7 separate regions of the Mus musculus genome follow, and all the other regions are linked to region 6. Evidence: chromatin contacts called from public HiCAR-type, HiChIP or PLAC-seq and promoter capture Hi-C data. All regions are on one chromosome and are shown on one strand. Each heading gives the region's core, a stretch centred on a gene start, on an enhancer-like site or on the middle of the called end of the contact. The rest is flanking DNA. Distances are from core to core; before and after follow the strand shown. Region 1 holds the start of Vat1l (vesicle amine transport protein 1 like). Region 2 holds the start of Mlycd (malonyl-CoA decarboxylase). Region 3 holds the start of Hsbp1 (heat shock factor binding protein 1). Region 4 overlaps Mbtps1 (membrane-bound transcription factor peptidase, site 1). Region 5 overlaps Wwox (WW domain-containing oxidoreductase). Region 6 holds the start of Cenpn (centromere protein N). Region 7 holds the start of Necab2 (N-terminal EF-hand calcium binding protein 2).

What was found. Promoter capture Hi-C pulls out the DNA fragments that hold promoters and counts their contacts. HiCAR-type assays count read pairs that join an accessible place to other places. HiChIP or PLAC-seq counts read pairs in DNA pulled down with a chosen protein or histone mark.
Region 1: a HiCAR-type map of astrocytes shows a contact between it and region 6, with 4 times the contacts expected there. The contact joins the promoter of Vat1l here to the promoter of Cenpn in region 6. A contact is called at or near these places in 2 of 39 promoter capture datasets (hippocampal neurons and liver) and 2 of 115 datasets of contacts at active chromatin or transcription factors (astrocytes and large pre-B cells).
Region 2: a HiCAR-type map of astrocytes shows a contact between it and region 6, with 3 times the contacts expected there. The contact joins the promoter of Mlycd here to the promoter of Cenpn in region 6. A contact is called at or near these places in 3 of 39 promoter capture datasets (hippocampal neurons, liver and pre-B cells), 1 of 484 Hi-C or Micro-C datasets (B cells) and 1 of 115 datasets of contacts at active chromatin or transcription factors (astrocytes).
Region 3: a promoter capture Hi-C map of embryonic stem cells shows a contact between it and region 6, with 4 times the contacts expected there. The contact joins the promoter of Hsbp1 here to the promoter of Cenpn in region 6. A contact is called at or near these places in 2 of 39 promoter capture datasets (embryonic stem cells and liver) and 1 of 115 datasets of contacts at active chromatin or transcription factors (astrocytes).
Region 4: a contact with region 6 is called in an H3K27ac HiChIP or PLAC-seq map of embryonic stem cells, with 7 times the contacts expected there. The contact joins the enhancer-like site here to the promoter of Cenpn in region 6. A contact is called at or near these places in 2 of 39 promoter capture datasets (cranial neural crest and embryonic stem cells) and 3 of 115 datasets of contacts at active chromatin or transcription factors (astrocytes, embryonic stem cells and large pre-B cells).
Region 5: a contact with region 6 is called in a promoter capture Hi-C map of liver, with 2.8 times the contacts expected there. The contact joins the enhancer-like site here to the promoter of Cenpn in region 6. A contact is called at or near these places in 5 of 39 promoter capture datasets (the 3T3-L1 cell line, embryonic stem cells, hippocampal neurons and 2 more) and 1 of 115 datasets of contacts at active chromatin or transcription factors (embryonic stem cells).
Region 7: a contact with region 6 is called in a HiCAR-type map of astrocytes, with 2.8 times the contacts expected there. The contact joins the promoter of Necab2 here to the promoter of Cenpn in region 6. A contact is called at or near these places in 3 of 39 promoter capture datasets (hippocampal neurons, liver and stem cell-derived epiblast-like cells) and 1 of 115 datasets of contacts at active chromatin or transcription factors (astrocytes).

Annotation. Positions count from the first base shown.
Region 1 is chr8:114,204,129-114,207,414 of GRCm38.p6, reverse strand. Vat1l (vesicle amine transport protein 1 like) reads right to left here and starts at 1,775. Exons shown (of 9, transcript NM_173016.3): 1 at 1,473-1,775. The coding sequence starts at 1,699. Gm30272 (a long non-coding RNA gene) reads left to right here and starts at 1,781. Exons shown (of 3, transcript XR_388052.4): 1 at 1,781-2,161; 2 at 2,576-2,673.
Region 2 is chr8:119,393,237-119,396,520 of GRCm38.p6, reverse strand. Mlycd (malonyl-CoA decarboxylase) reads right to left here and starts at 1,627. Exons shown (of 5, transcript NM_019966.3): 1 at 1,051-1,627. The coding sequence starts at 1,575.
Region 3 is chr8:119,343,149-119,346,006 of GRCm38.p6, reverse strand. It overlaps Hsbp1 (heat shock factor binding protein 1), which reads right to left and starts at 1,469. Exons shown (of 4, transcript NM_024219.1): 1 at 1,387-1,469; 2 at 1,005-1,071; 3 at 274-394. The coding sequence starts at 1,431. The coding sequence ends at 276.
Region 4 is chr8:119,545,732-119,548,594 of GRCm38.p6, reverse strand. It overlaps Mbtps1 (membrane-bound transcription factor peptidase, site 1), which reads left to right. Exons shown (of 23, transcript NM_001167910.1): 2 at 710-1,195; 3 at 2,354-2,611. The coding sequence starts at 1,033. Among named protein-coding and RNA genes, the nearest start is that of Mbtps1, 12 kb to the left of the region's middle. Within about 2 kb of position 1,369, at least 42 of the 459 cell types and tissues checked have an H3K27ac peak or open chromatin away from gene starts, as enhancers often do. A contact at or near this core is called in embryonic stem cells, where this site is marked.
Region 5 is chr8:114,750,447-114,753,357 of GRCm38.p6, reverse strand. All of the region lies in intron 8 of Wwox (WW domain-containing oxidoreductase), which reads right to left. Among named protein-coding and RNA genes, the nearest start is that of Gm16118, 44 kb to the right of the region's middle. Within about 2 kb of position 1,432, at least 8 of the 459 cell types and tissues checked have an H3K27ac peak or open chromatin away from gene starts, as enhancers often do. A contact at or near this core is called in liver, where this site is marked.
Region 6 is chr8:116,920,439-116,923,714 of GRCm38.p6, reverse strand. It overlaps Cenpn (centromere protein N), which reads right to left and starts at 1,975. Exons shown (of 12, transcript NM_028131.3): 1 at 1,932-1,975; 2 at 1,274-1,387. Cmc2 (COX assembly mitochondrial protein 2) reads left to right here and starts at 2,279. Exons shown (of 4, transcript NM_026844.3): 1 at 2,279-2,364.
Region 7 is chr8:119,445,406-119,448,679 of GRCm38.p6, reverse strand. It overlaps Necab2 (N-terminal EF-hand calcium binding protein 2), which reads right to left and starts at 1,961. Exons shown (of 13, transcript NM_054095.2): 1 at 1,416-1,961. The coding sequence starts at 1,625. It overlaps Osgin1 (oxidative stress induced growth inhibitor 1), which reads right to left. Exons shown (of 6, transcript NM_027950.2): 6 at 2,424-3,274. The coding sequence ends at 2,775.

The DNA of each region.
Region 1 (3,286 bases), core at 526-3,025, 2.7 Mb after region 6:
CAATCACCCTGGCTTCCTAAGAGTTAATGAAACGGAAGCTACAGGATCCCCAGACTGCTAAATTCTTCCTCTCTTGCCCTGAAATCCTCCACTTGCCAGAGAAAACCTCAGAACACTGTTTAATGTCAAGAAGAACATGTATGAAGAACTAACCATGGATCAGTGCCCGCTGCGCTCACCAGCTGCCTTCTGATCTGGCAAATAAAACCCACCTGCTGTCAAGGTGGTGCAGGGGCCAAAAGGAGCTTTTTGCATTTTTTTTCCCCTGCCTTCAGATCAGGTTATAGATGCTGGCTTTTTTTTCCAGATCTGTCCTAAGCAGGTTTGAGTTTGCTGCTATTTCTAAGAAGTAGAAACGCCAGGGGCTTAGGAGATCCAGCCAACCCTTGTAAGATTCACAGTTACTGTAGAATGCGGGGTCCAGCGAGCAGCTCTATCAGTCTGCACCCCACTAGACTTCAGGGACATGGGAGTGCAGTGCCTCCCCAGGCAGAGACAAGCTTTCTCACTTACACACTACTGGGGAAATCTCTGCTGTTCTAGGCACTGGCAAGTTTCCCCAGGAGAATAGCGGACCTCTTAGAGTGTGGGCTCCTTCTGCGGCCACCACAGGAGTTCGTTCCTAAGGAATAGGATGGGGCTTTCCCAGCCAGGAGGAAAGCAGAAGATGCAGTGGGGGAGAGAAGGCTGCATCCCTGGTCTCACCTTTCACCCAGCTTAGAGGCCGAGGATTTAACCCTCTTGATTCTCAGTTCCTTCTCTCACAGTAAGTACTGGGAAGGAGATACACAAGGGCATGCACCCTGCCTTCAGCCCCATTTGGACGCAGAGAGGTGAAAAGGGAGATCAAGTGTCAAGTGGCAGCCACACCACTTACTGGCAGCTCAGCGATCTTGGCAGATCATTTATTTTCCCCCATCCACTGTTTTTCTCACCTCTAAAGCTGGGCACCTGACTTACTGGGTCTCAGGAAGTATTAAACGGGATCGTATATGTAAAACTCCAGAAAGAAAGAAAGAAAGAAAGAAAGAAAGAAAGAAAGAAAGAAAGAAAGAAAGAAAGAAAACAAACTAGCACCAGGAACTACGTGTATATACACGGCGATTGTTATTTTTTTTAACCATGCTAACGATCAAGTCCCACCCTTACGTCCCTCCCAGTGTTAGGAGCTGAGTTGTCCTACAAGAGGGGCACAAGGCAATTTTCCAGACCTCAAGTCCTAGGCACCACTATCCTTCCTGTCACCCTACATCTGGTGTGGGGAGAAGGACCACCTCTGAGCATCCTCCCCAGGCTCCAGTGGCTTGGGCTACCCGGGAGGTTCTGAGAGCCAAGTGTGAATGCAGAGAGGGTGCTCGCTGACTGTGGGTGCTGGGTACCTGGGGCAGCATCCCCAATCTAGGCTCTCCCACCCACTGCCGGTGCGCCCAGCGCGGAAAGAGAGAAAAACCAAAAAGTCGTGGATACTGGACCAGGCTTTGACGCGGATCTTGAGCTCGCCGTCCTGTGGCTCCGGCATGGCCTTTCTAGAGAGCCTCAGCTTGTTGAGTCCGCCGAAGCCGGCCAGCACCACAGCGCGCATCTCCTGGGCATCCCCGAGGCGGTGGGAGCCGTCGCCGCCCTCAGCAGGTTCCTTGCTGGTCTCCTTCTCAATCATTTGTTCGGTCTCCTCCGCTTTCTCTACGCCTTCCTTAGCCATGGCGCTCGAGGGGCCGCGGGGCGCACAGGCTGCGGTTGTGAAGGGGTCGGGTCTGCTCTCCCGCGGGTTCCTCCTGTTGAATGTGGGATGCTCTTCAGTGCAATGGCTGCAACCTCTGTGAGCGGAGCCGCGGTCCACCGCCTCCGCCGTAATCCTTAGAGGAGCCGCGCCCTAGCGCCCCACCCCCTCCCTCACATTTCCTCCTACTTACTCCAAAACAAATCTCAAGTCCACCTTTTGTGCTAGTACTAAGTCAGGCTATTTGTCTCAACACTAAAAACAGATTTCCCCAAGACTCTTGAATACAAACACAGAAGAAGAGGCCGGATGGCTACTCCAACCCCTACAATGGGCAAATACTTGGGTATATACGGCACAGACTCTGGCGCCTTGAAATGGACAGAGACGAATGTCTGGGCCTGGAGGATGCTGCGAGAGACAAGGTTGCCTCTTCTCCCGCGGGTAGGCAGGGATGGGAGGGATAGCTGGGAAATTGGGCTGTTTCCCATCTGCTGGTTCTGAGTGGAGCGGCAGGGAGGTGCGGGAAGTTAAAGATACATCCCAAGTAAGGCTCCAAAGAGCCAGGTCCAGTCTTTTCCATCTGGACGCCACCCCCCACCCCCACCCCTGTCACTAGGGATGCTGTTTCTGGACTTCTGTGGCTTCCTTATGACAGTTAGTTCTCAGTACCCATGCTTTTTTTTCTAGGAAAGAGGCTCCCAGAACAAGCCTGTTTCCTGCTAGGACCTCCAGAGGACCAAATTCTCTCTCTCTCTCCTCTCTCTCTCTCTCTCTCCCTCTTTCTCTCTCTCCCTTTCTCCCCCCTCCCTCCTCCCTCCCCCCTCCCCTCCCCACACCTGCCTTTTGTTTTGCAAGGTTACAGAAAAACAACAACAACAACAACAACAACAACAAAAAAAACGAGTACTTTCCCCAGCAGTGTTTGGTGACACATCTGTAGTATGGAAGCTGAGGTAGGGCGACCCTGTCTTAAAAAACCTAAACAAGAATTTAAAATTGCTGGGCGCGTGCGTGCGTGTGTATGTGTGTGTATGTGTGTGTGTACGCGCGTGCGCGCAACGCCTTTAATTTCAGAATTCCAGCAACCAGGAGGCAGATGAATTTCTCATGAATCTGAGGATAGACTGGTCTACATAGTGAGTTCCAGGGTGGCCAGCTCTACATAGTGAGACCCTTTCTCCAAAAATAAAATAAAAAAATAACAAAACTACAGATGCAATCCAATCATATCCATCACATAATAAATTCTGATTCTTAAAAAAAGGTCATTTGTGCTATCTTAAAAGGCGAGATAGGAGTTGCCTTGTGCGGTGTAAGAGATCCAATTTCTCAGCTCAGGTGCCTGTGTCAGTTTAGGCAGCTCCCATCCTTGAGCTCTCAGAGATGGTGAAGATCTCGGTCCCAGTGAGAGAGGCTATCAGGACACAGTGATCTCAGGAGTATGGCAAATTGAGCCCAGGACAATCAGTCTCTCCTCCTCCTATTACTCCTGTGCCTCTGTTTTAAAACTTTGGTTCACCTGGAAAAAAATCATTCTGTCCTCCAAATTAACTCAGAACTCTGCAG
Region 2 (3,284 bases), core at 378-2,877, 2.5 Mb before region 6:
ACACTGGTATATATAATCTTTAAAAGAAAGGCCACTATATTTAGTGACACACTTTGTTTGCTGGCATTGGGAAGATGGGACAGGAATATTTCTGGGGCTTACTGAGCAGTTTACCTAATCTAACTGGTGAGTCTCAAGTCTCAGTGAGAGACCCTGACTCATATTAATCCCTTAACTACACCAAGGGTTAAGCAATCAAAATGAGAAGTCTGTAAACCTGCACATAGCAGTGCAAAGGAGCCTGGATCAGGGGATGTATATCTGAAGTCTTGGACAGCTCATCACCTCAGCGTGTCATGTCCTTCACTCTAAAGGAGATAGGTGTCAACCGAAAGGACAGAATGGAAGTAAAAATGGCCATGCCTGTTTCAAGCAGGTCAGGAAAAAAGCAGATGAGGCTTTGAACACTGGGGACTTCTGAAATGGTGATATCATTGTGTATGAACTCAGGGTCAATGCTCCTCTTTATTGAATATTAATGGCTGGCAGCTATGCTAGACAATCCTTTGGGTCTCAGCTATATACACCTCCGTTATCTGTACGCTACATGATATCGCTGGGTAAGCTGCTGACTAGCACAGGTACTAAAAAGTCAACTTAGGATCACTGCGTCTGGGGCTGGGGGTTTGGAATCAAATCTCTTGTCCAAAGTCAGATTGCAGAAAGAGGACTGGAGGCTTTAGAGACCCAGGCGGTGGTGACCTTGACTTTTGGCCATGTTTGTGCATTTCGTGTAACCTGTTAGGGTGATGGACGTTCGTGGGAGGTGCCCAAACTTTGCCCAAAGCCGTGTTCCATCCTTGTTCAAGAACAGCGCAGTTAAAACTAGAGCTATTTTGGAGTAAGCGCAATGGGTGTCACACCCGACAGTGACCCCCGAGGATAGTGCTACGAACCACGCAGTAAGCACCGTGGTATCTGAGGCCGGCGAGGTGGCTGCAGGGGCATGGGTAAGGGTCTGGGGAGTGGGGAGTGGGAAGTGGGCAGGGCCCCGGGGCGGTGGCGGGGGGCGGCGGCCCCGGGGTCGCGGTGGCCCGGGCGGGGCCTTACCCGGACGTGCGGCCCCTCCACCAGCTTGAGGGCCTGCGCCTCCAGCAGATCGGCCCGCAGCTGCACCAAGAAGCGCACGCCGCCGTCCAGCTTGCTGATGTGATGGAAGAGGCCGCGATACCGCGGCACGAGCGCGTAGCGCAACCGGTCCTCCGCCTGCAGCAGCACGGCCGCCTCGCGCGCCTGCTGGCGCAGCTGCAGCACCCCGGCGCTCTGCTCGGCCACCTGGCCGTGGTCCACGCCGAAGCCCTGAGCCAGGCGGCCGAGCAGCTCGGCGCGCTGGGACGCCTCGGCCAGGCCGCCGTAGAAGCTCACGAAGTCGGCGCACTGGCCCTCGGCGGGCGCCGGCGTCTTCTCGCGCAGCTCGTAGGCCGGCGTCGGGGGCACGGCTCGCCGCAGCAGCTCGTCCATGGCGCTGGCCGCGAGCCCGCCGCACAGCCGACGTCCCCGGGGCCCCGGAGGCCGCGGCGGGGACCGCAGTGGGAGCAGGCGCCGAGCCCTCAAGCCTGGCCCGAGGCCTCGCATGACAGCTCCGCGACAGCTGCTAGCGGGAGACGCCACTGGAGAGCGGGCCTCTGCCTCGCTTCCGGCTCCGGCTTCCGGTTTCTCGCCGGCCCCATTGGCCGAGGCCGGACGGCGGACGGAGACATTGGCCAATCGGGGGGTAGAACGGCGGGGGAGGGGCGAGGTGGCTTTCTCAGGCCGGAGGCCAAGTGCAGCCAAAGGTCCCCGGAACCCGGTAGCCCCGGGGCACCTGACTCGCCCTCTTGGCTTGCATCCTTACACCTGTTCTGAGAGTCACCGCCTCAGTCCCTTTCCCCACTACGCACGCGCTTCTCTTGATCTGAGAGCTTGACATCTCAGCTCTTCCCGGGACCGTGCTATGCACGCAGCCTCCTGTGCTAGGGTTCGGATCTAGCGTAGGTGAGGAGCTGAGAAATTTAAGGTTGCATGCTGGACTAGGTCTCCTAGGAATGGGGATGGCTCATTTGATAAAGTGATTGAGAACTTGAGTTCATATCCAGAACCCATGGGAAAACGCTTGTAGTCCTAGCTCAGGGAGGTGGACAAGAGCCAGCCAGTCCAGATAACAAGGTAAGTCTAGGTCAGCCAGAGACCCTATCTCCAAACCAACCAAACAAAAAGTATGCGGGTAGCGCCATCACTCGAGGTGTCTTCTGGCTTCCAGAACCACACATGTACATACGTGCACCCCCACACGTGTGTACAAGGAAATGTATATGCACATGTACACACCAAGCATGTAATTCTCAGAGTAATTCTCTGACTTGACATTTTGACCCTGTCCCGACCCGCGGACAGTAGAACAGGGTCTCTCCCAACAGACCCTCCCTAGGTACTCTCTGGCTCATGTCAAGAATCCCACCCAGACAGAACTGCTGGAGACCCAGCCCATGCCTCCTGCTGCATCCTAGAGCTTCCGTCTGGTCATGCCGGAAATGGGTATAGGAAGAATCTCTTCCCTACCAGCTTCCTTGCTGGGCCTCATTCATTCATTCATTCATTCATTCTTTCAGTGAAATGATTTTCAATTGTTTGGTGAGTTCCAGGCCCACCCTAGGCTTGCATTTGAAATAGCCCTGCTCATTCTCCTTCAGTTTACCATCTGAGGGAGGGAGTCACATTAAAATAACTGCAAAAAGGAATCAGACTGGTAGAGTAGGCTCTGTATGGATTCAGCTTGATATGATGACAGTCATCTTGGATCCAGACTGTTGTGACTGTCCTAGAGAAACCACAGTTCATTTTTTGGTGCATGGTTTCTCTTCAAACTATCGATAGACCAAATCCCAAGAATGACGTCTGGGACCTTACAACCGGATCCAGGCTCCAACCTGTACCTGGCTCTTTGATAAGAACTTAAGATGGACCACGTGCCTTCCAGCTAGGGGGAAAGTCACTTTATCCTAACTCGAGTCTGTGACTCTCTTTCTGACCCATGTGGTAGGATCCAGTTTGGCTTTGCTGTCTACCAAGACTATACATTTGAGTAAGTTCTCCAATAAACTGTACCCTTCCATTCTTCATCTGCCTCTGTCTTTAGTACCACAGCACCTCAGGCCTGCCCGTGGATGCTGGGACCTGCCCTTTTGGAAGAGTTTGCCATAGTGGGTAGGATATCCAGGAACAGCCTATCATGCGAGAGCAGACACTGGTTATGGACCATGAACAATGCAAGCCACCAGGTCTATTCTTCTAGCTCAAACACATGA
Region 3 (2,858 bases), core at 220-2,719, 2.4 Mb before region 6:
GATGGTTGTGAGCCTTCACGTGGTTGTTGGGAATTGAATTTAGGACCTGTGCTCGCTCAGGTCGGCCTGAAGATTTATTATTATAGATAAGTACACTGTAGCTGTCTACAGACTCACCAGAAGAGGGCGTCAGATCTCACTTCGGGTGGTATTTCAAAAACTTGGGAGTTCACCGGTGGGGAGGAGAGAGGTCTCCTGATAACCGATCAACGACACCCCCCCACCCCGTCGCACTGACGGGCGTTTTACGCTGAGGTAACCCCCCCCCCTCACCTTCAACTCTTCTGGGCAGTAGGAATCTTGTTTTCAGGGTCCAGTTCTTCTACTCCAGCCTGGGTCATGAGGTCAGCGATATTCTTCTCCAGGTCGTCAATCCGACTGCTCATGTCATCTAGTGGCACAGTTAAAGAGCCCGCACGGCAGCATCACCTCACCTCGGCCTCTCCCCCCCAGGCCCCCGCCCACTGGTTTAAACAGCTGCTTCCCCAGTTTCATCTGGCTACAGTGACAGCCTGGCGGTCGGGGTTCGGGGGGACTGGGGTGAGTTTTCTTCCCTACACCTCCAACTCTAGAAGTACTCCCAGACAACGGTTACCATGCAAACCCCTTTACTGGTGTTCTGGAGGGGCACCAACAAGGGCTTGGGGTAGGTCTCGCTGTGTCTCTGGCTCTTGGCACAGTCCTCCACGGGAACACAATATAGCCAAGATCAGGAAAGACACTTCTAAGTGGGGACGGGGAAAAGGCTCGGCCGTTAAGAGCACGCGAGGCTCCTGCAGAGGGCACGAGTGTACTGGGCAGTTCACAACCGCCTGTTACTCCAGCTCCAGGGGATCCAACGCCTCTGGTCTCAGTCACTCCCAGTACCCCCTTATACATATAATTAAAAATAATAAACCCTTTGTAAAAAAAAAGGCAATTTCTAAATGACTAACTGAAATCTGTTTGTAAACCACCCCGCTCACCCCCACAGTTAAGAAACTGCCTCCAAATCAAAAGGATATTCCTTCCGATGATCTGGTCTGACATGATCTGAAACTTGTCTTGCATCTGCTGCAAGAGCGTCTCCACCTAAGAGAAACCAGGACAAGTCAGCCGATCCCAACCTATGCCGAGACCCCCTTCCTGGGACCGGCGTTGGGGAGCCGAGGACGCAGGCATGAAGGGGGGGTGGGGTGGTGGTGGTTCCCGGCTGGAGTGTGAGGCCTTCAGCAAGGGCCTGCCAGCTCGGATCGGTGTCCCTGCGGGTCAGGTCCGGAGGGTCCGGGTCGGGGCCGACCGGAGGGCGAGCCCCGCAGGTGCGCGGGCCGAGGCCGCTGGCCACACCCCACGCCAGGGCCGAGAGCGGCCCCGGGGTGTCCAGGCCCATATGAGGCTGCCGCTTACCACCAAGGTGATGTCCTGCATGGTCTTGGGGTCCGTCTCGGCCATCTCCCCGGTGCCCAGCTTGGCGGCGATGTCTCGGAACCGTCACCTACACTTCGGTTTCTCGGCGCAGACGCCCACAAGCCGACAGTTCTCGCGACTACACGGTCACGGGACCGCGAGGCATTGTGGGTGTTGTAGTTTCTGCCACGCACCGGAAGGTCCTAGGAGGCTTCAGATTGTCCTGCCTGCGGATAAGCTACGCCCCCCAGTTCTTAGCTCCGCCTTCATCTTCCGCCCAGTTCCACCCTGAAGGCTGAACCGAGAGGAAGAGGAGGAGAAAACGCCGGAAATGGACCAAAATTGTGGGGATTAGCGTTGGCTTCTTCCATGGATGTAGTTAGGCACTCAGGCCTTGCAAGGCGAAGCCGGTGACGAGCTTGCTTCAAAGTCTGACACTGTGAGTTCAATCTCTGTGATCCACATGTTGGAAGCAGAAACTCGATTCCCACAAATTGTGTGTGCACTGCTGTGACATGCATGCATACACACATAAACATACACACAAAATAAGAAAGTGTTCTGTTACTACTAAAAAACATTAGGGGGCTGGAGAGATGGCTCAGCGGTTAAGAGCACTCACTGCTCTTCCAGAGGACCCGGGTTCTATTCCCAGCACCCACAGGGTAGCTCACAACTCCAAATCTAGGAGACCCAACAACCTCACACAGACAAAACACAGTGCAGGCAGTGGAGGAGGCTGGGATAGAATATCGTGGTCATTTGAATACAAATGGCCCCATAGGCCCATAGGGACTGGCCCTATTAGGAGGTTTGGCCTTGTTGGAGTAGGTGTGACCTTGTTGGAGGAGGTGTGTCACTAGGAGGCGGACTTTGGGGTTTCAGAAGTTCAAGCCTGGCCAGTGTCCTGCTGTGTGTGGATCCAGATGTAGAACTCTCAGCTCCTCTTCCAGCACCATGTCTGCCTGCACATGCCATGCTTCCTGTCATGATGATAGTGGACTAGTCCTCTGAACTGTAAGCCAGCCCCAGTTAAATATTTTCTTTTATGAGAGTTGTTGTGGGTATGGTGTCTCTTCACAGCAATAGATGTCCTAACTAAGACAGATCCAATTCTTTACATTTATGGACTGGAGTGGGGGTGTCTCTGAGTCTAGCAAACCAGTGAAGGTACGCGGCGTTAGGATATAAGGTCCGATTGTTCCACCCTACCTTGGGGCTGTTATAGGGAGTTGGGCAGCTTAAGGAAGACTCTAGACAGGGCAGGAGGAGTGGCTGATCCCCTCTGCAGAGCCAACACCGGCCAGAGTTCTCCATGTTCCTACGTTACAGTGAATTGTACAGGCACATGGATGGCTACAGGCCAGGAGACAGTTTAGTAAAGGAGAGAAACAGGGAACTCCAGCGTCCACCAGACCCAGGCTGAGGCCCAGCTTCAAAAGGGACCAGGTCTGTGACCTTCCCTAAGTTAT
Region 4 (2,863 bases), core at 120-2,619, 2.6 Mb before region 6:
GTTCCTTTCTACTTTAGTTACTTTGAGAGAGAGAGAAATCTTACACTCAACACTTTCTTTAGATATAGCTTGCCTCACAAACTGACCTCTGTTCCACTTTCAGTAAAAAGCTAATCTGATTTTATAACAGATTAAACAGTTTAAGTTTGATGCTTCAGGTAAAATACATGTAATGGCTGCAGAAAATATCTGTGCTGTTTTTATAAAATTGGCAGAAAGTAGTATCTCTTACAGAACCTATTAAAATCGGTTTTCCTTAGGTATCATTTACAGCAGAAAGTAAAGACCTGTAGACTACACTTTCCATTGAATAATTGTGGATGCTGATTAGAGATACCCTGGGAGATAGAGAGCTGCAGATGACAGGGGACACAGTCTGGGGAAGGCGTGAAGGGTGGGACATGACATCTGGCTTTTGCTCTTCCTTTCTAGCTCTCGTCCATCTTTAGTCTCTTCACTTCTCTCCTAGTTTTTCCCTTCACTCCTAACAGCTGTAGGGATGTTTCCCTGAAAGCAGTGAGGAGTAAGGAAATGTACACAGAGTTGTCTGTCTGTCTGTCTGTACTGTGGTCTGATCCTTCCATTTAAATATACAGAGTTGTCTGTCTGTACTGCGGTGTCTGATCCTTCCATTTAAATGCAGCTGAAACTGTCATAGCTGGCTGGGTCAGGATGCTACTGATGTCCCTGTGTGCTGTTTTTGTTTCAGGTCCGCTACAGAGCGGTGGATTGGGCATCCTGCTAGATTTGGGTCTGTGGCGCAAATGGAGTTTAGGACTCAGTGGACTCGGCCTCAATGAGAGAAGCCCCTGTCCAAGATGGAGAAGAAGCGGAGAAAGAAATGAAAGCCTCTCTTTGGGCCAAACCGTGGGTGACCATGGGACTGAGGTTTTCTTTATGTTGGACAAGTCTGTAGGATGGCTGATCAGTAAGGCTGCAGCTTTTAGCCAGAACAGAAACCCACTTCTGATCAAGGAAGAGCCTCGTGCGATTTGAATTTATGCAATTTTCTGACCATATTCACTGAGGACCATGAAGCTCGTCAGCACCTGGCTTCTTGTGCTGGTGGTTTTGCTCTGTGGGAAACGGCACCTGGGCGACAGGCTGGGGACGAGAGCTTTGGAAAAGGCCCCGTGCCCCAGCTGCTCCCACCTGACTTTGAAGGTGGAATTCTCTTCAACTGTGGTGGAGTACGGTAATGACTTGTCTTCAGTGTTGGGCCTCCCATCTCACTGTTTTCAAACTAATATAAATACTGGCTTCCGTTCACCTCCGTGGTTCATTTCAAATGTACACATCATGTAGACGCTAACCTTTGCTGAAGGTGTTTGCCCTGGACTAGAACTGCCAGCAGCACTGTAGCTGGGAGGGGCGGATGCAGGCGCTCAGCTGACACTTTGGAGGTCACGCACGCCTCAGGCAGAAGGGCAGAGCAGGAAGTCTGCGACCTGGACCTGACCGGAGCTTTGTCTTCACTTCTGTAGAATAAACAGCCTTAGTTCTCTGAGTTCCTTTCCCTATTGGGAAACGTCATTTCTTTACTGGAGTCAGTTTTAGTAAATGTGGAGGGTTTATCTTATTTTACTTTATTTATTCTTTCAGTTTACAAATGTCTTGCATGTTTTGCCACTCGTGTGACCCACATGAGTGCTTGGCACTTGCAGAGAGGGTTTGAATCCTGAGGAACTAGAGTGTAGGTGGTGCTAAGCTGCTCTGTGGGTCTTCTCCCGAGCAGCAGGCACTCTTAACCCCTGCGCCATCTCTCCAACCCCCACCCCCCCCCCCGTTTATGTTTTCTAAAATATGTTTTTGTTTTTGTTTTTGTTTTTTTCCGAGACAGGGTTTCTCTGTGCAGCCCTGGCTGTCCTGGAACTCACTTTGTAGACCAGGCTGGCCTCGAACTCAGAAATCTGCCTGCCTCTGCCTCCCGAGTGCTGGGATTAAAGGTGTGCGCCACCACGCCCGGCTCTCTAAAATATGTTTTGATTATAGAGTTATTGGTGACTGTGAACTGCCTGACATGGGTGCTGGAAACTGAAATCAGGTTCCCTGCAAAAACAGTCCATGATCTTAATTACTAAACCATCTCACCAGACCTACACTTACTCAAAAGCAAACAAAAAACAACAACAAAAGCACAGGTCTCTGCCTTTGAAGTGCATATTTTGTGTGATTTGAGATTCGTGTGAATCTCTGCATGTTGCCACCTGTGGTCGTTCATACTCATCTCTCTTCTTGCTCTTACTTTGCCATGAGCTCTGGGGTGCATTGTTCTTTTCTCAATGGAGGTTCAGAGTAGGTATACTCTGTTATGTATATAAGTACTTACTTTTACTGTGGGCATTGATTTCAGAATATATTGTGGCTTTCAACGGATACTTCACAGCCAAAGCTAGAAACTCATTTATTTCAAGTGCTCTGAAAAGCAGTGAAGTGGAAAACTGGAGAATAATACCTCGGAACAACCCATCCAGTGACTACCCTAGTGATTTTGAGGTGATTCAGATAAAAGAGAAGCAGAAGGCGGGGCTGCTCACACTTGAAGATCACCCCAACATCAAGCGGGTGACACCCCAGCGGAAAGTCTTTCGTTCCCTCAAGTTTGCTGAATGTGAGTATGGCCAGCACAAGCCACTGCTTGCCTTTCACTACAGAGCCGCTAAGAGGGACTTGGGAACACCTGAGGCCTTTTTCACAGCTCTCTAGTGGAGAATGTTGTCTTGACAGGCAGTTTCTGTGTTTTGTTTTCTGAGACTGGGTTTGCTCTAGCTTGGCCTTCAGATTCACTCTGAAGCTAAGACTGGTTGGCCTTGAACTCCTGGCCTCCAATGTGCTCCTTCCTCTACCTCCCAAGTGCTGGGAT
Region 5 (2,911 bases), core at 183-2,682, 2.2 Mb after region 6:
ACAACTGCTCTGTGTTTGTGGGCACCACTGTATGGCTGAGTAGAGCGTACCTTACTCTGTTTACAAGCTGCGTGGAGCCAGGAGAAAAGAGTCATGCACGGAGAGCCGCCATGATGGAGCTGCTGGAGAAAGGGAGTGTGAAAGACAGTCTTCCTTCACTTCACGCTCAAGAACGCGGCTTTCAGAATAGAATGGCCATTGTGAGCACAGTCACTTGCTCCTGAGGATCTCGGGTCTATTCCCTGCAGCTCGTTTTCGGCAGGAGACTGATGGGAAGGTGAGAAGCTGCCCCCGGGAGCTCAGCCTGCATCCGCTCTCGGTCTCCATGCAAACACCATTGTTTCCCAGCCTGATTATTATTAAATTGTAATGTGGACCCAGCCTCTGCTTAAGCACCCGCGATGATTAGACTACAAGTCAATTGTGGGTAACACGCAGATATAAATGCGGCTAATAAGTTTTACTGTAATGATTAATCAATTTATGAATACATTATTTAAGCTAATAGCTCAGGTAGGGTATCTTAAACAAGTTACAGAGCGCATCGACCAATTCAAACTCCAGCTGCCGGATCAATAACAAACTGTAAGTAAACTCTGGGGGGGTAAGCACACTAGCAAAAAAACAAAAAAAAAAAAAAAAAAAACAAAAAAAAAAACAAAAAAAAAACGCAAACAAAAGAGTCTTAGAGGAAGAATGAAGAAAACATACAATACTTTCAATTTGAAGACAGATGCACAATACTTTAACATATGCCAAAGATTAAAGGGAAAAGATTACAAAATTATATCACTGCAAATTTTGTTGCTGTGACAAATTAAAAGCAGTTCATACCAGAAACACACACAGGTGCAGACCGGTGAGCACACAGGCACCATGCATTGACAGTGATGTTGATTCTTTAAAGTAATGAAGCCTTGGGCTCATGTCACTGTCTGTTTATCTATAGCTGTCCCTTTAATGGGAAAGGAAAAAAAAAGTATGCTCAAAAAGTAGGACCAGCAAATTTTACTGAACGGGAGCCATCTTCCAGCACAGTCAAGGGACACCTGCTCTTCTCCAGCCAGACATCTCCCCTGGTGCCAACCAACCACAGCGAGTTTTGTAACAAAGCAAACCTTTATATCATAATGCTGTCCCATAACTTTTTTTTAAATTAGGGCTAATTAATGTGAGTTTAATAAATAAACCAAAAAGGGCCTTAATTTCCAAAGGTGGGCTATTTCATCAGAGCTTCAAGCGATGGTGCATTTTAAAAAATTAATTAGTATCTTGTGCGATCGGCCACACGTTATTGAATAAGTAACAGCGGCTAAGTGAAACAGATGAAATATTGGTAAGCGATGCAGCCACAGTATAAGTATGTGCAGTGGGTCAGAGGTTAATCCCTATTGATTTTCCAAGTCTGCGTACAGCACCGCTGGGAAAGACCGGTTCAGTTGGCAATCAGCTAGCACAAATACATTATAAATCTTACTGTCCGCCTCCACTGACCACTGTCACTTACTTCAGTTGCTAAAGACCATTAAAAAAAAAAAACTACCCAAAAGGGGAGAGGAGGAATTCTACCCACTTTAAACAAAAAAGTAAACCTTGAGGGAGTCCCCGATACTGGACAAAACTTTTGGGGTGAGCATTGCTCAACACAGAGGCCCCTCTTCCCGTGGAGCTGGCTTCTCTCCCGGAAGGCAGAAACTACTATGTCATGCTCTTCAGGATAAATCCATTTCAAAGAGTCAACACAGACTATTGTTCCCTTAAGCTTCGACAGCAAACTCAAAGGAATTCCAAAATGCCTTTCCCATTTGAAGGTCTGGAGAGAAAGGGAAGAAGCCGGATCTTTTCATTGGGATTGTTTAAAGCACCTACAGGTTGGTTTTGCACTATAGAGCTCAACCTTTGAGCTACTAAACATGAAGCTGAATGCGAAGCCCTTCCCACGCAGGGAGACGCACTTCTAGGTGCTATTTTTATAAAGTGGTCCCCAACACGCGTAAGCTTCATTCCCTGCAGACTTAAGACACCCGCCCCCATCTCTGGAAATAACTTGACCACATGTATAGTTATGACTTCCCTTCTTTACTGAGACCGTATCATGGATCTTCTGTGTACCTGGCACTCTTGATAGATTCAGGATATGGATGAACAAGATGGGTCCTCCCCACCCCATCCACAAAGAGAGAGAGAGAGAGAGAGAGAGAGAGAGAGAGAGAGAGAGAGAGAGAGAGAGAGAGAGAGAGAGAGAGAGATACAACACAGTCCCGGGAAGTGTGTTGGTGCTGGCAGGCAGTCTGTCATTTACCAATGGTGTGACATCCAGCTGGCCATCAGACCTCCCTGAAACTTAATTTCCTTGCTTACAAGTGTACAGCAATACTATTATTTGCAACTTAAAAAAACTTAAAAGCACTTGATACAGGGATAAATATTCAGGGAGTGTTGGTTATTAAAAAGTTATTTGATGCCGAGCAAGAACATGAGTGAAGTTTTTCGACCTCTTCTTTGTAGGTGGGATTGTGACATTGTGGGGTACGAAGTGGCAGAATATCCATTGTCCCATGCCACACGGGCAGAGGTCTCCTGTCCCCCAGGTCACCACTTCTGAGAAACAGCATGGTGAAGGACATGCTTGCAAATTACTCTGTGGAGCTTTTTAAAAGTGCCCTCAAAAAGCATAAGGAAGCAAACTGTTATCAGAAATGCAGATGTTGGCTGGCTCAGCGTGAACCAGGCCAGGAGACATGGAGAACTCTTTGGGTAAAGATTGGGTCCTTTCTGCATGGAGACTGCAGGATTTTACTTTAAGACTCAAGCCCTAAAAGGATGCATGGGGAAAGGTTCACGGGTAGGTGTTATATCTACATACAAATGCAGCTTTGTTGGCATTTCCATGGCATGTGTGTACGTGCAC
Region 6 (3,276 bases), core at 726-3,225:
TGTCCCCATCTCCCAGGCACTGCTGTTACACGTGTGCGCTACCACATCCGGTTTCATGTGGTTTGGGAGATGACCCCAAGGCTTACTGCATGCGGAGGCAAGCATTCCACCAACTGAGCTACCTCTCTAGTCCCAGCTGAGTTCATTTAAAAAGGTGTGCACCACCACTGCCTGGCTCCCCAGGAAACTTACTGCAATCATCCAACAGTGGTTTGTTTGTTTTTTTTTTTTTTCCAATCTTCCATCGTTTATTATTTTTACAGAACCACCTGCAATTGGCTTTATAATTTTATCATAGCTACGTTAATTTTTTTTTCTGCTCAAGACAGGGACTATGTTGATCTTATTCACAACTATGTTTTTAAACTCTATAGCCGTTTTATAACTGTTCTGGCAGGAGCAAAGTCATTCTAAAAAGAGGCACTTGTGAGTGTCCCCACAGAGACATGGAGTTCAACCCAGGGATCTGATGGGGAAGGAAAGGCTGACACCTGGTGCCAGTCAGAGGGAGCTTTTCTGTCTCCTTGTCAGACCCTCTTGCAGAAGGGACTGCAACACCAGGGCAACGATGTCTCAGAGATGGGAGGACCACACCGTGACTAGGGCTGCTTAGTTGTGTATACCCTCTGCTTTCTGTTGAATCTTCTGTTTCAGGACTCAACACTTGGTGTGTGGGTCACTAGACCTCTTTGCTCTTCCCAGTGTGGCCACACTGAATACATGTCTCTTTTCTGCCTCTCATTTAAGACTTGTCTTTTTTAGCCAGGCGGTGGTGGCGCACATCTCTAATCCCAGTACTTGGGAGGCAGAAGCAGGCGGATTTCTGAGTTCAAGGCCAGCCTGGTCTACAAAGTGAGTACCAGGACAGACAGGGCTATAAAGAGAAACCCTGTCTCGAAAAAACAAAACAAACAAACAAACAAACAAACAAAAGACTTGTCCTTTTAAGTGGCCTATGGAGCCTAGCTTGTTAGGGCTGCCAGGGCTGGGGGGTTCTGATCCTAGCAATTTCAGTCACCATGAGCCAAATCACACAGCGAGTCTGGTCACCCAAGAACAATCTCATATGCACTTGACTAATGACTGATGGAAGAGTGACTGGATACCCACCCTAAGCGGTATGCACAAGGGAAGGATATAGTTCCACTGTCTGTCAACTATTAAACCAACACCTTGTTCGTGACAACATCTGAGAGCGTTTTCCTGATCCTCAGTGAGGTAAATTAGAGGAGAGTGTATGCAAAGCAGGCATTTCTCCTATCCCAGTACTGACCAGGCCAGATGCGGCTATAAACTTCGGAGATCAGGGCCTTCGGGGTGGGGTGCCCAATCCTTAGCACTTCCGAAGATTCTTAATTCTGAGTGATCTATCTGCACCATGCCCTTCCTAAAAGAAATGACAGAAAGGGCGTAACACATCAACAAAGTTAGCAAGTCTTTGAGTGAACTTTCTGCCCTGTTACTATTTCAATTTCTATTTTCTAGCGCTTTATTCATGGTAGCAGCTAAGACAAGGCTGTTGAATGTACACGTGACAATAACGATCCGGTAGACCCGCATGGAGCACAAGGAGTATAGCAACAGGAGGCATGGACAAAAACTGAGGCGAGGCTAGGAATTAGAGAGCTGACACCTAGGCTCGACGGAACCTAAGGATCAAAGTAAAGCAGCTCTTGAGCGGGCAGCCCGGAGCCTCCATGGCATAAACGCCAAGGGACATAAAACCCCGCCCCACTCCGGGCGGATATGACGCCATGGACGCTCATCCCGGCCCTCTTGGCCCGGACCCGGCCTCCACTAGTGTCACTCCTAGGCTAAGATCCCGTGGCGGAACTGCGCCGTGGCAAGGCCCCCGTAGATGTCTGAGGCCTGGCTCCTGTAGTCCTCCCGCCGCCTCCGAGTCCAATTCGGTGTCGCTGAGGCTGCCTTACCAGTCCACATCGCCCGCCGTCTCTGCAGCGGTTCCCGCCGAGGTGCTTTTGAAGCCGCCAATGGCCGCTCGGGCCCCGCCCACCTGGCAAGCCCTCCGCACTGCTTCGGCTGCACGGGGGGACGCGGCTGTGGGCGCCTGATGGAAAACGCTTTAGATCCCCAGAGTCGCTGTACTCAGAGACAGGATCATGTAAATATAATTGTTCTCCGTCTCGAATTCCACCTGGCAGTCATCTCTGTGTGCTGTCCCCGCCGAGCCCCGGTGGGATGGCCCTAGATCCCCCTCAGCATGGGACAGTGGACCGGTCCAGGCGGAGCGATGCATGCAGGATGACGCATGCGCGGAGCGTCGGTGCTTGCAAGTCCTAAGGGAGCTGCGGGCTCCGTGTCGGTGACTTCTCTTTCTGTGCTTCTTGTAGGGGCTGAGTGACGGTGAGTGTCGGGTGTCCTTCAGCCTCCGGGCATCTGGCTGCCTGTGGCGGAAGGACGCGGCTCTTTAGCTTCCCACGCCGCGCTAGGTTCACCCATGTCCCTGCCCTTGGACCTTTACTAGGAACACTCTTCTTGGTGAGCCGCGGGCATGAGCTGTCACACTGCTGAGATCTGCCCGCCGCTCGCTGGCATTGCGACCTTGGGCGCGCGCCTGGTCGAGTGCGCGTACCCTGCTGCAAAACTTTGGAGATGCGTGACACTGAGGGCGCATTGAGCTAACTGTTCTGGCTGATAACTAATCTAGGGAGCTGCCGTCAAAAGTTTCTTTACTGAAAAGTCACTGGACTGGCTGGTGATGTGGGTATCTGTAAAGATCCCCCACGGTACACTTGACAAGGAAAGTAATGTTTAGGGTCCGTTAGATAGGCTTCGAGGACGACTGTGAGTGTTTTCACAATAGATGTATTAGAAGCCTCTGTTAAAACTTCTCGAAATCAAACAAAACCCCAGGCAAGGAGGGTAGGATGGTTTGCTTCAATCTCAGCTCTGGGGAGGTGGTGGAGGCAAGAATCAGGAATTCAAGGTCACCCTCAGCAACATAAGGAATTTGAGGCTACACTAGACCCTGTGTTAGTAACAAAACCCACTTTAAATGTATGCAACTTTGCCTTGGCAAAGGGATTCTCTTGACATCTTTTCTGTCTTGTACATCCAGGCCTTGGTATTTGGTTGATCGAAGTGAAAATACGCCTCTCCATTTTCAGTGTTAAATGTCAACATTCAGCAGACATTTATTTCTTTTTTCCTCTAAAATTTCCCTGGTCTTAGCAGACTACTTACCTGCCTACCTGGCACTAGTAGGAGATTGTTCCAGAATGATGCAGAGGAGGCCTATTCTTTTTTTTTTTTTTT
Region 7 (3,274 bases), core at 712-3,211, 2.5 Mb before region 6:
CATCTGTGTGTACAGGCATCTCTTGCTTGTTCCCAGAGGCACTAGAACACCCATTTCCAAAGCCCTCCTGCTCAGACACACCCACAGGTTCTGAGATCTAGCAAGGGAAGCCAAGTGGGGAATAGGGTTTCCAGTCCCCTGACACTTGTAGGGGTATGTGGCACCCACTGGCATGCGTGGGCGCGCGCGTGCGTGTGCACACACACACACACACACACACACACACATGAACTCATGAACACACTCAAAAATACCCCGATTCTCTCAGAACCCCATAACATGTACAGGCACCCCCCCCAGGACCAGTCCCATCCCCCAGAAGCCCCTCCACGGACCACCAACTCTTTCCTGCCTATATGCCACCCCACTCTGCAGGGCTGGGGTGGGGAGAGCGGTGTGGTGCATGAGGCACGAGGTGGGATGAGGAGTGAGTCTGGGGTCCAAGAGTGAGGACAGGAAGACAGTGAAGGAGGACAGTTGCTCAGGGTGGAGCTGGGGGGGGGGGTGAGGACGCCTAGGTCCAGGCAATGATTCTGATTCTATGGAAAGAGAGGAGCTGGGGAAGGGGCTTCACTCGCAAAGCGGCACAGCACGGGGGCTCATCTACATCCGCAGAGAAGAGAACAGTGGTGGTTCCGGGCTGTGTGTGGGGAAGTGCAGGGAAGAATCCAGGATAGAGAGGAGGGGGCTAGCAGTGCCCAGTTCTTGTCCCTATCGTAGGGACTCAAGTGATGGTTTGGTTAGGACCTGAAGAGGGGAATAGCGGCCAGACTTACAGCAGTTCTCGGGGACTGGGCTATCGGATGCGGGGATGCGGGAATGTGAAGGAGGAGATGTAGAGGGTCGTGCGGTTCCAGTGGGGACCGGTGCCCCAGCCACGATGGAAGGGGAGTAGCGTGGGTCCGTGCTATGTAATTAGTGGAAGCGGGAACGTGGAGGGGGGCGACTGAGGAGAGGGTCCTCGGTGGGTGCGGACCCAAGCCTCAGCCGCGATGGGGTGGTGGGAGGGCTCGCTCTGGAGATCCCCACGCGGAGGAGGGTCCCAGGCTATGAGATATGGGGATGCAAGGAAGCGGAAGAAGAGGATGGAAGTGAGGGTAATACGGTCCGGGTGGAGTTGGGGTCTTGGACGGGGGTGTCCCTGCGGGAAGAAGAGGTCCCAGCTATGGGATGTGGAGATGAGATAAAGTGGAGGGAGGAATGGAGAGGATCTTGAGGTCTGGGTTGGGGGACAGGCGTCTCAGCGGCAGTGAGAGTTGGGGCTTGCGCTCGGGGTCCCCGCGCCAAGGAGGGTCTCAGCAATAGGATGCGGGGATGCGGGAACAGGCAGGGAGCGAATGGTGGAGAGGGTCCTTAGGTCCCGGGTGTGGACTGGCACCCAGCCGCGCTGGGCGGAGGGTCCCGCGCGTACTCACGTCCAGGATGACGGCTGTGCCCCCTCGCGATGCGGCGGGCCCGGGGCCGGGGTCCGCGGAGGGGATGTCGGGGACGAGCGGTGCACGGGGTTCCCCCATCCTGGCGCCCACCCAGCGCAGCAGCCCGCCCAGCGCGCGGCCCTGCGGCGGCGGCTCCCGGAGCAGCCTGTGCGCGCCGGCCCTGCACAGGCGCGCCGCCCGCTCGCACATCTCGCCCGCCGACCCCCGCCCGGCCGCGCCCCCGCGCGCCCCCTGCCCGCGCCCGCCCGCCCGCGCACGCCGCTCCCGCCGCCGGCCCCGCGGCCCGGACACCGCGGGGACCGCCAGTGCCGGGGGTGGGGGGGCTACCCGGACCCCGAGCCACGTGCTCCGCGCCCGCCACCCCCACCCCGCCGGCCAAGAGCGGAGGCAGGGGACTGCCCGCGGGGACGCGGGGCCCAGCGACCGGACCCTGGCACGGCCCCCGAGGGGGATGGCTTCGTTCACGCAGAACTTAGGGCGGGTGTGGAGGAGGGTGGGGGCCCCGGGATTGTGCCCCCGTCCCCGCCAGGGTCTCGCTGACCCCCGGTCCCCTCCCCCCTTGGTACTGGTGTCCGGTGAGCCCCGAGCGCCCTCTGCCGGATGATTCTCCCCGAGTCCCTTCCTCCCCTCCTCCACCCGCGGGCGCTAGTTGCCCAGAAGGTAGAGCAAGACGCAGACTTGTGCAAGTGACTCAGACTCAAGACACCTGAATAGGGGTCCCGGGACTGGACACCAGCCTGCTCAAAGGCCCTGAGGCGGGAGGTGAGACTCAAATGGGCAGACCAGGGGACAGAGTGGACAGGGCTGCATCAGGCTTCTGGAAGCCTCATTCCTGACCCAGACTCCATAGAGTCTAGCCCTGTGCCTATGGATGCTCCACTCTGGGGCCCTATCGCTTGTTCTCCTGGAGCTGCGGGCTTTACCCAGGGGCCCAGTGCGCGGTCTATTTGCCTAGCCACTTCCCAAGCACAGACTCCTCAGGCACAGTGGAGGCACAGCTGGTTTTATTACAGATCTGATGGTGAAAAGTTGGGCCTGGGGCCCTCCAAGTTGGACACTCAGCTGGCCCTGTGACTCCAGCACACACTGACAGTTTCAAGGGGGCCCCCTGGTCTATGGCTACTGCTCCCACCTGGGGCCTCATCTCGCCTGAGGGTAGGGCAGCCTGTGTTCCCCATGCCTCTGGGGCAGATAGTCCATCCACATGGCTCAAGTCTTCCCCTTCTGCTGGGGAGACTGGTTCCCAAATGGGAAATCTTTAGATGGGCTCACGTCCCGCTGGGCTGTGATAAGCCCTCTTCCTCTTCAGGGCCTGGGTGTCAGGGTGCCAGGCTAATGTTAAGGTGGCTTCCTGGTCTCCTTCTTCAGCAGGGAGCTGGCAGCAGCCAGGGCCCCGCCCTGGACAAATCTCACAAAGTTGTCCCCAGCCAACGGCCCCAGGGCATACAGGCCCTCCTGGTGAGTGCTCTCATGGGTGAAGGGGTCCACGTCAATGGGGTTCCTCTTGGGACTCAGTGGCTGATCTGGGTCTATGACCAAGTCAGCACCTGCCCTGGGGAGGTAGGAGAGGTCGGGGTGGGAGCCAATGAGGACCAGCACCATGGAGACCCCAAAGAGCTGCTGGCCCCCCTGTGGGTCCTGGAACACTGCTTGGTGGTCCTCTTTGAAGAGCAGTGGCTGGTGCTCAGGGAGGCTGCGGTAGCCCTCATAGGGGCTAGGAGACAAGATGGACTGATCGCGCATCATCTGCTGCACTTTGTGGTACTCAGGGTATAGCATCTTGGGCAGCTGGTTGAATACCAGGCCGGGGTCATGCACGGACCGGCGGAAAGCATGGA